Linked DNA regions of Sus scrofa: regions 2 and 3 are each linked to region 1. Evidence: chromatin contacts called from public targeted proximity ligation data. All regions are on one chromosome and are shown on one strand. The core of a region is the stretch at or near the end of the contact, and the rest is flanking DNA. Distances in the headings are between cores, read along the strand shown.

What was found.
Region 2: a contact with region 1 is called in a targeted proximity ligation map of alveolar macrophages. A contact is called at or near these places in 1 of 47 Hi-C or Micro-C datasets (embryonic fibroblasts) and 1 of 2 datasets of targeted methods (alveolar macrophages).
Region 3: a targeted proximity ligation map of alveolar macrophages shows a contact between it and region 1. A contact is called at or near these places in 1 of 47 Hi-C or Micro-C datasets (embryonic fibroblasts) and 1 of 2 datasets of targeted methods (alveolar macrophages).

What each region holds. Positions count from the first base shown.
Region 1 is chr5:90,933,396-90,937,597 of Sscrofa11.1, reverse strand. The region is part of intron 1 of LOC102159120 (a long non-coding RNA gene); the gene reads right to left. Among named protein-coding and RNA genes, the nearest start is that of BTG1, 120 kb to the right of the region's middle.
Region 2 is chr5:90,474,303-90,478,504 of Sscrofa11.1, reverse strand. It overlaps LOC110260820 (a long non-coding RNA gene), which reads left to right. Exons shown (of 3, transcript XR_002344327.1): 2 at 980-1,547; 3 at 1,809-3,579. Among named protein-coding and RNA genes, the nearest start is that of PLEKHG7, 160 kb to the right of the region's middle.
Region 3 is chr5:90,659,658-90,663,859 of Sscrofa11.1, reverse strand. No RefSeq gene overlaps it. Among named protein-coding and RNA genes, the nearest start is that of BTG1, 150 kb to the left of the region's middle.

The DNA of each region.
Region 1 (4,202 bases), core at 1,013-3,512:
ATGTTCCAAAAATTGCCTTTGGGAGCATAAAAAAATGATGCCATAAGAGACCCAGAAGTGACTTGGCCCTGTGTTCCCCCCAATTATAGACACCTCGAACTGGAAGCAATGGCAGACCACCAGGGAGCTCATGGCTAGGGCAACCCTACATCTGGGGCTGCCTGCAACAGTCCTAGTTTATTGCTGCTGTCCCAGGACAGTAATTACTACCAGCCGTTTTCCAAAGGTCTGGATGTGAGGTATAGAGTCACCTTTACACAGACTTCATACGCATCTGACTTGTGCATAAAAAAAGACAGCGTTGAGCGCTGGCTGCCTGTCTTCTTCTCTCTGGACCCTGAGCACCCCTCAGTTTCTTCTCAGCAGTCTGGCAGCCTAGCTACTGAGGGAGAACTTTCTGCAGCACAAGCTGAAAGATAAACTATCTGTGAGTCAATCAATGAGTCAGTCCACACAGCTTATTGATCTGATTATCATTTCTCTCCCCAGTCCCAGGAAAAGTAAAATGGTCATTAGGTGGCCGTGTCCCAGATCCTGATTGCTCGGGTTTTCCAGAAGGTGCTTAGATTCAGAGAGGCCAAGTAAAGTGAGAGCTGACTCTCATCAGCCTGGCTTCAGATTCCTGAGCTGTTAAAAGGGCCCCAGAATGCAAGGTCCTGGCCAGAAGAGCCTTTGATAAGAGTCTCCTGGCCCCACAGCCCAATACCCCTCCATTTGGGGAGGGCTGATATTGAGAGATAGCCAACTGAGCAAGGATGTCTTGACACGTTACTAGGAAGATAAGCCTTTCTTCTTCAGGACCAAGAACACAGCTTAAAAGATTACATGAGAATAAGGGGTCAGCACCCTATCTGTATGCCCCCTCGGACCAGGAGTCTGCAGGCAGTGGGACAGCTGGCCCTCGTTCCAGAGCCCCGCTGAGGAGGAGAGGAACTGAGGACTCAGGAACAGCTTGAAGGCAGCCAGAGATGAGACGGTGTCTGCTGGATGGGCCCCAGGCCTGTCTATGACCTAGCAGCCCGGCCTACCCAGCTGCAGCTCTCACCATGCAGCCCCTCAAACTCCAGAAGGAACTGCTTCTGGTGTCTCTCATACGTCACAGTGCGTCTCCACTTGGTGCCTCTGAATCGAGAGTTCCCTGGAGTGCACTGCAGGCTGGAATCCCCATTTTATTGTCCGCTCAAGTCCCAGCGTAGACGTAATGTCCTCCAAGGAGCTCTCACTGAACCCCTGAACTGGGATTAGAGGGTCTCTCCTGAGACATCTGCTTTGTATTTCCTACTGTCAAGATCATCGCTCTTGGTTACAACTGTCTTTTTATTTATCTAGAACCTCTGCTCAGTTATAACCCCTGTGAAGTTAGGGACTGTGTCTTGTTCCCTGCTCCCTATTTTCCCCCAAGTAACACATGCCATACCTGGTATACAGCAGATGCTCAAAGAACCCCTTTTGAACAAATGAATAATCAGTTTTACTTTGGTGGCAGGGACAGCGGAGCCTAAGGACATGAAAATGGCACCTAATAAATAATAAAGTAAGCATTTACTTAAAAAACATCGTATAGAAATCACACAATATTTCCACTACCTGGTTATTTATATGCCACCTACCATGTACCAGACATTTTATTTGCAAAGTTATTGTTAGTATTAAATTAGATAATGCATATATTGATGTTTAATAAATAGTACCTGATATTATTGTATTACTTAAGTTTCCCTAAACCCTGTGATGTGAGTATTTATGATCCGCCTGTTGAGGAAACTGAGCCTCAGAAAGGGTTAAAGTGACTTGATTGAAAATGGCAACATCAAGACGCTAAATAGTAACTGCCTGACTCTAAGATTCAAGAATTTCCCTCTAGAAAATGGCTTGCCTATGAAACGAAAGGGAGGGAGGAACAAACGAACAAATGAAAAAGGAAAGGAGTGAGGAAATAAGAAAGAAAGAGAATTGAGATGATTTTTCTTTTAACCCTACTGAACCTTTTTTATCCTTGCAAAATTCTTCAAACAATATGATGGCATTGCTTTCCATGTAGTACCCAAGCTCCGTCTGCTACAGTTACGATTTATGAAGACATATTATAAAAATGCTCAGAATTCCTGATCTAACTGAGCTGTGACATTGCTTGGACATAAAATCAGCGAGAAGCTCTGTCCCCACCGGCTCGTCTTGCCACTGTGTCCTCAGGGGGCACATCCTGCATCTGCGGGTGTTGTCCTGACTCTGGTCTCTCTGGCTGGCTGGTGTGAGTCACCGCGTCCTTGGGGAGGACGATGAGTCAGAATGCTTAACCAAGTACTTTGGCAAATTGAAATTAAGGATCTATAGGAAGGGTCATAAAAGTTTGTGGGGAAGTAGAGGAGGATGCACCATCAATTAGATGTTTAAACCTGGTATACAAACAGCCTTTCTCCAGAAATAACAAACAGCAAAAACAGGAGTTCCTGTCATGGCGCAGAGGAAATGAATCCGACTAGGAACCATGAGGTTGCGGGTTCAACCCCTGGCCTCGCTCAGTGGGTTAAGGATCCGGTGTTGCCGTGAACTGTGGTGTAGATGGCTGGCAGATGTGGCTCGGATCTGGCGTGGCTGTGGCTGTGGTGCAGGCCGGCAGCTACAGCTCCAATTGAACCCCTAGCCTGGGAACCTCCATATGCGGCAAACGTGGCCCTGAAAAGACAAAAGGACAAAAAAGAAAAAAAAAAAAAAAGATAGCATCTAAACACTGTCTAATACCTAGTGGCTGCAGGAAATCCATCAGCCAGATCAAGACCATTTCTATTTGCCTCCAGAAAGAGAAAACCACTAACTGAGAAGATGCCTCCCTATCAACAATATAATACAGAGAACTCAGAAAGACTCTAGTGGGGGGTCTCATAATTTCTTCTGGAAAGTTCTTGAATGACACAAAGATAACAGCATCGGGTATAACCATCCTGGTCAGCCTATACAACTACACTTCCTCCTTAGGTGAACACACACGAGGTGCCAAGCATTATACTAAACCCTAGGATTCAACTGTAAACGAAACAAAAATGATATCTGCCCTCATGGACCTTATAGCCTGATATGAAAGCAGATAATTAAATAATCACAGAAATACATAGATGAATGTAAACTATTATATTCCTTTGAAAGAAAATAATCAATTTTTTAAAAAATTATTATATGATAAGCACATTTTAGGAAAGAAGTGTAATTGAACTTTTGACTATAATAACTGAAAAGTTACTCATAAATCCCAAATCACAAAGCTTGCTGGGTTGATGAAGATAAAATTATTTCTAAATGTAGGCTTGTCCAATAAGAGAGGCTACTTTCAGAGTTCCCAGTGTGGCACAATGGGATCAGTGGCACCTTGGGAGCAATGGGATGCAGGTTTGATACCTGGCCAAGCACAGTGCGTTAAGGGTCTGGTGTTGCTGCAGCTGCAGCTTAGGTCCTGACTGTGGCTTGGATCTGATCCTTTGCCAGGGAACTCCATATGCTGTGGGGTGGCCAAAACTGAAAGAAAGAAGGAAGGAAGGAAGGAAGGAAGGAAGGAAGGAAGGAAGGAAGGAAGGAAGGGAGAGAGAGAGAGAGAGAGAGAGAGAGAAAGAAAGAAAGAAAGAAAGAAAGAAAGAAAGAGAGAGAGAAAGAGAGAGAGAAAGAGAGAGAGAAAGAGAGAGAGAAAGAGAGAAAGAAAGAGAGAAAGAGAAAGAAAGAGAGAAAGAAAGAAAGAAAGAAAGAAAGAAAGAAAGAAAGAGAAAAAGAAAAAAAGATGGATGTAACAAATCATTCTGACACTTATGGCTACTAAATGTTACCTATTTATACTGTGGGGATCAGTGAAGTATGAATACTCATTTTATTTCAGAGAATTATGAAACTTTGGAGTTGAGAGGACCTTTGAAATTAAGTCCTATTCCCCTCATAGTTTCACAGATGAGGAAACTAAGATCCAGAAAAAGCAAATGACTTGCTCAACATCACCCAAATATTCGTATAAGAGCTGGAAGTGAAACTCGGGTTTCCTCTTTCAGGGCTCTTACTTCCAAACCAAGTTGCAATAAACCCTTTACTTTTTTGTAAGGGTGCTAATTGCCAAAGAGGTCATGGTTTGTCTTTTAAAAACACTCTCTCTCTTCCCCAACCCTGCCGCACAGCCCCCCCCCCCAGCAATGAAAGAATATGCTTAAGGCAAAAGCTATCAACTA
Region 2 (4,202 bases), core at 720-3,219, 460 kb after region 1:
GTATGCTGTTTCTCTCCATCTTTGCTCTCCTTGTTTGGAGAGAATGCCTCCTTCATTCCAAAACTAACTCTAACTACCCACGTGATCCCTCTCTTTCAGAAACTTGTTGCACCAACCACATTCGCTCTTGTTCATTTAATTTCTTCCTCACTGCTCCTTTAACTACTGACTCAAGTCTCCCATTTTCTGAGGATTTCTCATTCAATCTTGCTTATCTTTTCAGCTAACCTCCACCGCTTTGGAATTTTACATCCAGACTTCTCGGTTGGATCATCACTGATTTCCCCTCCTTGTGATCCACTCAAACCTCAGCCCCTGTTTTTTGGATTCCTGGCCTGTGTGTTTCGGCCCCTGCTATACCCTCCCTCCATTCCAGAATGCTCACACCTCTGCCTGGCAGTGTGCTATGCACCTGCCAGGTTTCCAGATGCTGCATCCCTCTCCCCGACCCTCACCTGGAGTGCAACCCTGTATCAATTTAAAGACTCACCCTGAGAGTTCCCTTCGTGGCTCAGTGGTTAACGAATCCGACTAAGAACCATGAGGTTGAGGGTTCGATCCCTGGTCTTGCTCAGTGGGTTGGGGATCTGGCGTTGCCGTGAGCTGTGGTGTAGGTTGCAGATGCAGCCCGGATCCCTCATTGCTGTGGCTCTGGCATAGGCCAGCGGCTACAGCTCCGATTTGACCCCTAGCCTGGGAACCTCCACATGCCACGGAAGTGGCCCAAGAAATGGCAAAAAGACAATAAATAAATAAATAAATAAAAATAAAAAATAAAAAAAAATAAAAACTCACCCTGAATCAGGCAGACTAGACATCTCCTCTGAGATGTGGCATTTGCTGAGACCTGCTCCTGCTCCAGGTTCAAGCACATCTTGATTATAGGAACCATTTTGAATCTCATGTGTGGGCCCAGTTTGGCTCCAGCACTGGTTTCATTTTCACACATCGCATTTATTGAACATTTACTATGTTCCAGGCTCTGTGGCACTTCCTACACATGATGTCACTCATTCCTCCCCGTGTTTCTGTGCTGGCGAGCACCACAATTAGCAGACCTGTTACAGAGGGTTGGAGAAATTTGTCTGAAGTCACACAGCCAACAGATGGTGGAATCAAGACTCAAACCAGGTCTTCTGACTCTAGTAGCTATGCTTGATAAATAGCTATAACTTTTAACAAAAGGGACAGTGGGGGACATGTGAGTATGGGGGTGTGGGTGTGATGGGTTGATGGCCGAAAGCTTTCTGGGACCCTGCTACTCATGCTAGATTTTCTGGTCCTGATTAGCTGCTCCATGGCTGCCAGGAGCTGTTATTATCACTCACTCCTATGCCCTTGTCACTGGGCCTGTGGGGACCTGCCCTTCCTTCCTGCTCTTGGCCCTGTGATGTTGACAGCTGTACTGGGAAATCACATGCTGGCTGCTGCCACAATTACCAGACACAGACTGTAAGTGCCTCCCTGGACGTCCTGCCACCCTGTCTCATGCCGGCCCCTACACAGGTGCTCAGGCCACGGCTTTGCTCCATCTGTTTTACTTCTGTGTAAGTAACCCAGTTTTCTCTATGCCATCACTTCTCCATGGAGTCTTTTCTCTGGTTCTGCCTGACAGAATTCATTCTTCTTACCCTCTGTTACAGTCCTTTAACTCTTGACTTATGCTCTCTTTCTGGCTCTTTCCTTAGCCTACCTTAGATTAAGTTAATGCCTCACCAGTTTTGCTAAACTCCTTTTAATATTGAACTTTTTTCAAATTTAAATATTCATTGTACTGAATTAATCAGAACACACTTCTCAAAACACAGGTGGTATGAAAAAGCCCAAAGTTTGTTGAAGAAGGAGAAATGCGCCGAGAGAATAAAAACAATGATGATCAGAACAATAAAAATCAATAAGCAACATTTTCAATGTGTTTTGCAATCACCAAACACCAGACTCACTGCCTGGCCTCCAGTGTCTTGGAAGACGAGTTCTGTGACTCACTGTAAACCACACGATAGGACTCAACTCCCAGACTCTGGCTTCAAACTCTATCTTCTAAAAATGCCTTCTAAAGAAAAGATTTCTGTCTCATCAGTCAGCTCATCTGGCATTTGAAAACCTCAAGCAGAAATTCCCCAGGTCAGCATTATGCATTCTCCAAGACCAAGCTTCTTCAAACAGAAACCAAAAACAATGAAAACTAAATACCAATGGCTTCTGGCTTCTCTTCAGCGATAACAAGTCTTCATTCTTTTTCTCTGTTCCATGTGAAAAGTTATACCCCCAAAGGGGAGCTGTGGGCTTTCCAATGGTGGAGCAGAGATGGGGGCTTAGGGAACGAAACCTTCAGAAATAACCTTCTCCTTCCTCCCTCTACCCACATTGAGAACATATTCATTTCACTGAATTTAAAGTCAATGAGACCATAAAGGACCAGTTCTGTATTTTGTTTTCTTATGCTGCTGCTTCTAGAGCAAAACTAAATAAGTGACACATCAACTCTTTAAGGATCTTGTTTCCAACGAGAGAACCGAGGATACACGTTCTGAGGACATTGGTTTATTCAAGATGATGTGACAACTTTAGAAAAAAAAAATCCCCTTAATAAAAGAGGTTTATAGGCCAAATGGACTTCCCTTTCTGGTCTAAATGTCATGTTTGTGAAAGTGGTGTGGTATAAATAGCAAAGTGGGGAAACGAGAAATTATCCCTCCGCTGAATAAATCAGACTCTTAGCTGACCCTCCCTCACAAGGCTGGTGCTTTCTAAGCTCTCAGGTTTCCACTCAAACATCACCTCTCAGGAGTCACCTTCTAAAATCGCTCCTCCACTACTTTTTATCCCCTTACCCTCCTCTTTATTTGAGTAATAGTATTATCACTAGCTGGCATTTTATTTTTGTTTACTTGTTTATTATCTGTTTCCTTCTACTAGAAGATAAGCTCTTTATGTGAATGTGTCTCTGTTATTGCTGTTTTCCTGGAAACCGGCTTCCTAAATTCAACTCCCTAAATAAACATTTAGGACGCCACTTATAAATAAAACAATTCTGTTTTCTCTACACATGCTGGAGAAACTGTAGGATCTGGAGATACCATTAAAGATAAACAGGAGACCAAAGTTAGTTCATTGAGAAGGATTTTCCACTTCAGACACTACAAAGAGGGGTCTCCTCACTCAGAATTTTTCTGTTTTCTCAGCATCGCAAGCAAAACACAGTATTTGGGTAAGAAAAAAAAAAAAGTCCAATAAGTCTATGCCTTATCTCAGACATCAAAGAAAAGAAAGTGAAACAGAGAAACACTGGTTCCAGATTTGCTGGAAAGAGTCTTAAAAAGGTGCCTGAAACCCACTCTGCAGGTTCCTTTTAATGGTTCAATTTGGTTTTTAAAGCTTTTTCTCTTCAGTGCTGAGGAAGATTCATTTATTCATTCAACCAACAGCTCTGAAAGTCTAAGGGAATGCCCCCCAACCTTCTATCATTTTCTAGTTAATTACACTGTGTCGATTTCCTAGCAGGTACTTACCTCTTTGTAAAGTTATATATATTCTTTTCTTATTAAGGCTACATCTGTGGCCTATAGAAATTGCAAGGCCAGGGGTACAATCAGAGCTGCAGCTGAGACCGACGCCACAGCCACGGCAAAGTTGGATCCAAGCCATATCTGTGACCTACACCACAGCTTGCAGCAATGCCAGCTCCTGAACCTGCTGAGCGAGGCCAGGGCTCAAACTGACACCCTCACAGACGCTACATCGGGTTCTGAACCCACTTAGCCACATGGGAACTCCTAGGTAAAGTTTTGGTCTTAATGTTTTACATATTCATTGATTCTTCTGGGTAGAATATACGCTCCATGAGCTCAAGAGTCTTGTCTCTTCTCCACTGATGCTTCTCCAGAACCGAAGAGTTCAGTTTCCAACACACGGACATTTCGAAAGAGGGAGCCACTGAAGATGTGAAGCACTGAGGTTGCATGGGCTCTCGAAGGGCTTTCCTGACATCTCCTGCCTCACTTGGACATTCTCGTTTTTCTGAATACTGTTTGCCCCCAGCAGCTCTTCCCTATCACCAGGAATTCAGTCTCTAGGGTGCTCTTCCCTCACAGCTGTAGAGTAAGTCCCACGGAGGCCTTCACTGCTTCATTCTACCAAACTGGCACATGCAACACAAGCTGGTTTGTGATTATGTCACGCATTCATATTTCTTCCCCAGC
Region 3 (4,202 bases), core at 1,105-3,604, 270 kb after region 1:
AAATCCCATGAAAACACCATTTTACTAAAACATGGTGTCTACTGAGCTTGGAGTCTCCATCCTAACACTGATATTAAACTTGTCAGTTGGGGCTTCAGTTATTCTGTTGCTGTCATTAACAATAATAATAACAATATTAACAGAGAATGACAATATACTACAGAATAAAAGTGAGACACAATTCACTGTAAGTGAGTCATGCAGCAAATAATAACACGGTGGGTCTGGTGTAATGTCCAGTTCCTCCTCATTGGGGATTTGGTCACTTCTCTGCCTCTGTCTGCAATCCCCCTACCTGTCCATCTCCAGATTGTGTATCTCCTAATGCTTGTCCACGGTGTTTCCTATAATTATCCAGACTCATTGAGATGGTTAGTTTCCTGTATCTATTTGCACTTAACTACAGATAATTTCCGGATCCCATGGAATTTGCATCAGTGAGTTTCACATCTCTGCTGCCCCTTGGGAAATTCTGAAACACTGGTTATTTCCTCAGGGAATGTTGGTAATGCTACGTGCTTCCTATTCTGCTTGGTTCCATTTATTGAAGGTCTACCGTATGTTTAAGATTGTTCGGGACTAACTGGATGCAAATATGCATCACCTGTGAGGTATTACCTGGAAGGAACACTTAATCCACCTTTCTATCCTTTCCTGTATGGTACTGCATTTTTCTGAGCTGTTTTGTGAGGATAAGAGGGGTTTGATAGGCCGAAATATTTGGCAAGATGAGAAAATCATTTATGTTTTTGAATAGACTTGAAAATTACCTCTTTGTTGTTCAGAATCATTAGAGCCTAAGGTACTTGCTGGGTCTCCTCATTATCGCTATTATTGACTGAGTATCTAATATGTGCTGAGTACTTTATATGCACAATCTCATATAATCCTCATAAAGACTCTTTGAAGTATTTTATTTTACAGAGGCAAAAATCCACATCAAGAGGTGATTTCACCACTTTTCCAAGGTCACACAGCTAACTGGGTTCAGGGTCACATTTTAATCCTGGTCCTATCTGCCTGTAGCCAACATCATGACTGAATCATGCTCCTCTGACCTCCTTCTTGCCCATCCCAACTGTGCCCATTCAGGACTCTAATGTTAAACTCTTGAGTGTCCATTTTTAAGGCAGATTTTTTTCAAAGTTAAAGATTTAATTAAATATAGGGTTTCATTAAGGTTACTTCTGAAAGGTACACCTGGCAATTACGTGATGGAGTCTTCACTTTAATCTGTTAAAAATGTTATCAACATGTGTTCTCGACATCATACATTTTTAGAGTAAGATATGACATTAAAGAGCATTTAACGGAGGGCTGAATTTCCTCTATAGCATCTTTGCTCTCGAGCTTCACTTCTGTTTGAACAAAGCATTCCCACTGTCTGCCCAGGCATCCCATTTCCCCCCTTGGACATTTGAGGCTTTGAGACTGAATCCCTGATCAGCAAAACGTTGCTATTACACTGGAGAGGGGATGGCCCACGGAAGTCATATGTCACCCACACCTGCACACGGGATGCACTTCAGTTACTAGGAGTGGCGATGAAAAATTTCTTTTGTCCTTCCCTCCCTTGTTTAGATTATTAGCCACTGAAATACAGAAATGTAACTTTGCATAAGGGTATACTATTTCACTGGGTGCATTCTTCCCCCAACGGAAAATGTCTATCCTGAACTGGTAGGATTCTGAAAGACTCAGCTTTACCAGCACAACGCCGCTGATGAGTCTTTTTTGATGATTAGTGATGATAGCAGGCTAACGTTTCTTCATGCATTATCAGATGCTGTGTTAAGTGTTTAGGGCATTCTTTTGTTTAACCCCTTGAAAGGGAAATACCACCTACGGATGGGAAGAGGACTAAGTGAGATAAAGCAGAAAAAGCACTTGAAACCACGCCCACCCGTCTGGACACCCCGTAATCCTTAGCGAATGCAGTCATGATTATGATCAGCTACTTCCTCACTCTTAAAGGGGAGGCAGGGAGCAGGCTAGTAATGGATAATCCGCCTCAATATTAAGTCACATTTTTTTTTTTTTTTTTTTACTTGATACCATTTTCAACCTGCTGTGAAACTCTATCCAGATCTTAACATGACCCTGTATCTACTCTGTGGGCCATTTCAATGTGAAGTGTTCTACCTTTCACTGCTGATCCAGTCTCTTTGGGGCAGAGGCTGATCTGAGGTCTGATCACAGTGAAAGAGAATCTACTGCCAACAAGAAAAAGTGAGCCTGCCAGTCCTGATCGGAGACTTGACCTTAAAGTGTTGATAGAGCAGCTAGAGGATCTGAACACTGGGAAGGAGCAAGTCACAACAGCTCCCACAGGCCCCGGGGACTAAAGGGCAGACAATGACGTGCATTTCAGTAATAACGTCCAGACAATGTATTGCAGAGAAACCGGGGGACCAGCCCACAACACTCAGCATTCTTAACTTGTTTACCCAGAAAATAAAGGAAGAAGTCAGTGACTAGTAAAAAATTGTTTCATTAACAAGCTTACTCTTGGGTGCAACTTCCTTTATTGAATCCCAGAATTTTCACCCGCCACTGATCTCGATTTGTAATGATGCATCCACAAATCTCATTTTTCCTGCTTTCTTTTAACATGGGGAGAAGAATATCCAGGGGCTATAGGTAATCTTTCAAATCAGTTATAGACTGTGATATTGGGGATGCCATATAAGAACAGAAAAAAAGCTTATTACTTTTCCAGATTCCAATCAATTAAATATTTGTAAAAATGCTTTGAGTTAGCAAAATGTTGAATGGTAAAGGGATGGAAACTTACCTAATAGAAAACCTTTCATAATGGTTTAGTAATTCTAAGATTATAGGTCAGTCTGCACGGCCTCGAGATCATAGTGAATTAGTCATTTCTTACGCAGCAACTGCCAGAAAACAAGAGGAAATGAATAAGAAGAGATTTGTGAAAATTGGAAATGACAGAAAAAGGAAAACTTGGCTTCTTATTATGTGTATCAGGCACTTCATGAAAAAAATTAACCTTGTTTACTTTTAAAAAATCAAAATAATACATGTTCAACATTTTAAAACTCAGAAATAATAACAAAACTTTTAGTACCAACTTCTCTCCCCCCCATTCCCAAATCCATTTCCATTTTCAACCGTTTTAGCAGTATTTTCTGCTATTTACTTCCATGCATTAACATATATACATTTTTAATGCTACTTTTTGATTATTTGAAAAAATTTTAGACATTGCCTACTGAATAATGATTTCCTGTAGGGAAAAATGAGGATTCCCTCTTTTAACCCCTTTCCCCATGAACCTAATATGACTCTATCCAAATTTCTAGTTAACTCAGTAAAGTTAGGACAGTACCCAATTCTCATCCAGGTTGAAAAGTTGAAGAGAATGATGATTTTTTTTTTTTTTTTAACTTGGCTACTCGGTTTGTTTTTGTTTTGTTATTTTTGGCCATGCCGGGCATGCAGAAGTTCTGGGGCCAGGGACCGAACCCGAGCCACAACCGTAATCAAAGCCACAGTAGTGACAATGCTGGATCCTTAACACACTAAGCCTCCGGAGACCTCCATTGGGCTGCTTGTTTTTAATTGAAATTACTGGCAAAGCAGCAAATTAGCCATGCTACACGTGTAACTCAGCATCAAGCTATGATGACACATACAACTGGTCCTCGGTGCCTTTCTTTGTTTCTCTGAAGTACAGACTGAGTTCAAGGTGTCAGCAGTCCACACATTGTCTGGACCCATCCAGGTGAGATGAAACTGGAGGTCACAGCTGCTGAGCTTGTCTTTGGTGATGGTGGCGGGCACTGGGGCTGTGTCAGCACTCCAGGCTTATACAATGACTATATATTGGCTGGTCTATGAAAATATTTCTATTTTAAAAAAAGTTTTAAAATGCTATCTAAAAATTCAAAATAGTAAGTATTCATTGACAGTTAAAAACACCTTATATGATTATATAAATATTAAAACGAATATAAAGAAGACAATTATTCTTGGTACTATTTCTGTAATTTAATCAATTAAAGCTATACCTAGATCTAATATCACGACACTGGAAAATTTCTAAAGAGTGTAATTTCTTTCTTCCCTTTTTTTTCTTTTTGCCTTTTTTTCTTAAGGCTGCACCTGTGGCATATGGAAATTCCCAGGCTAGGGGTCAAAGTGGAGCTGTAGCTGCCAGCCTACACCACAGCCACAGCAAC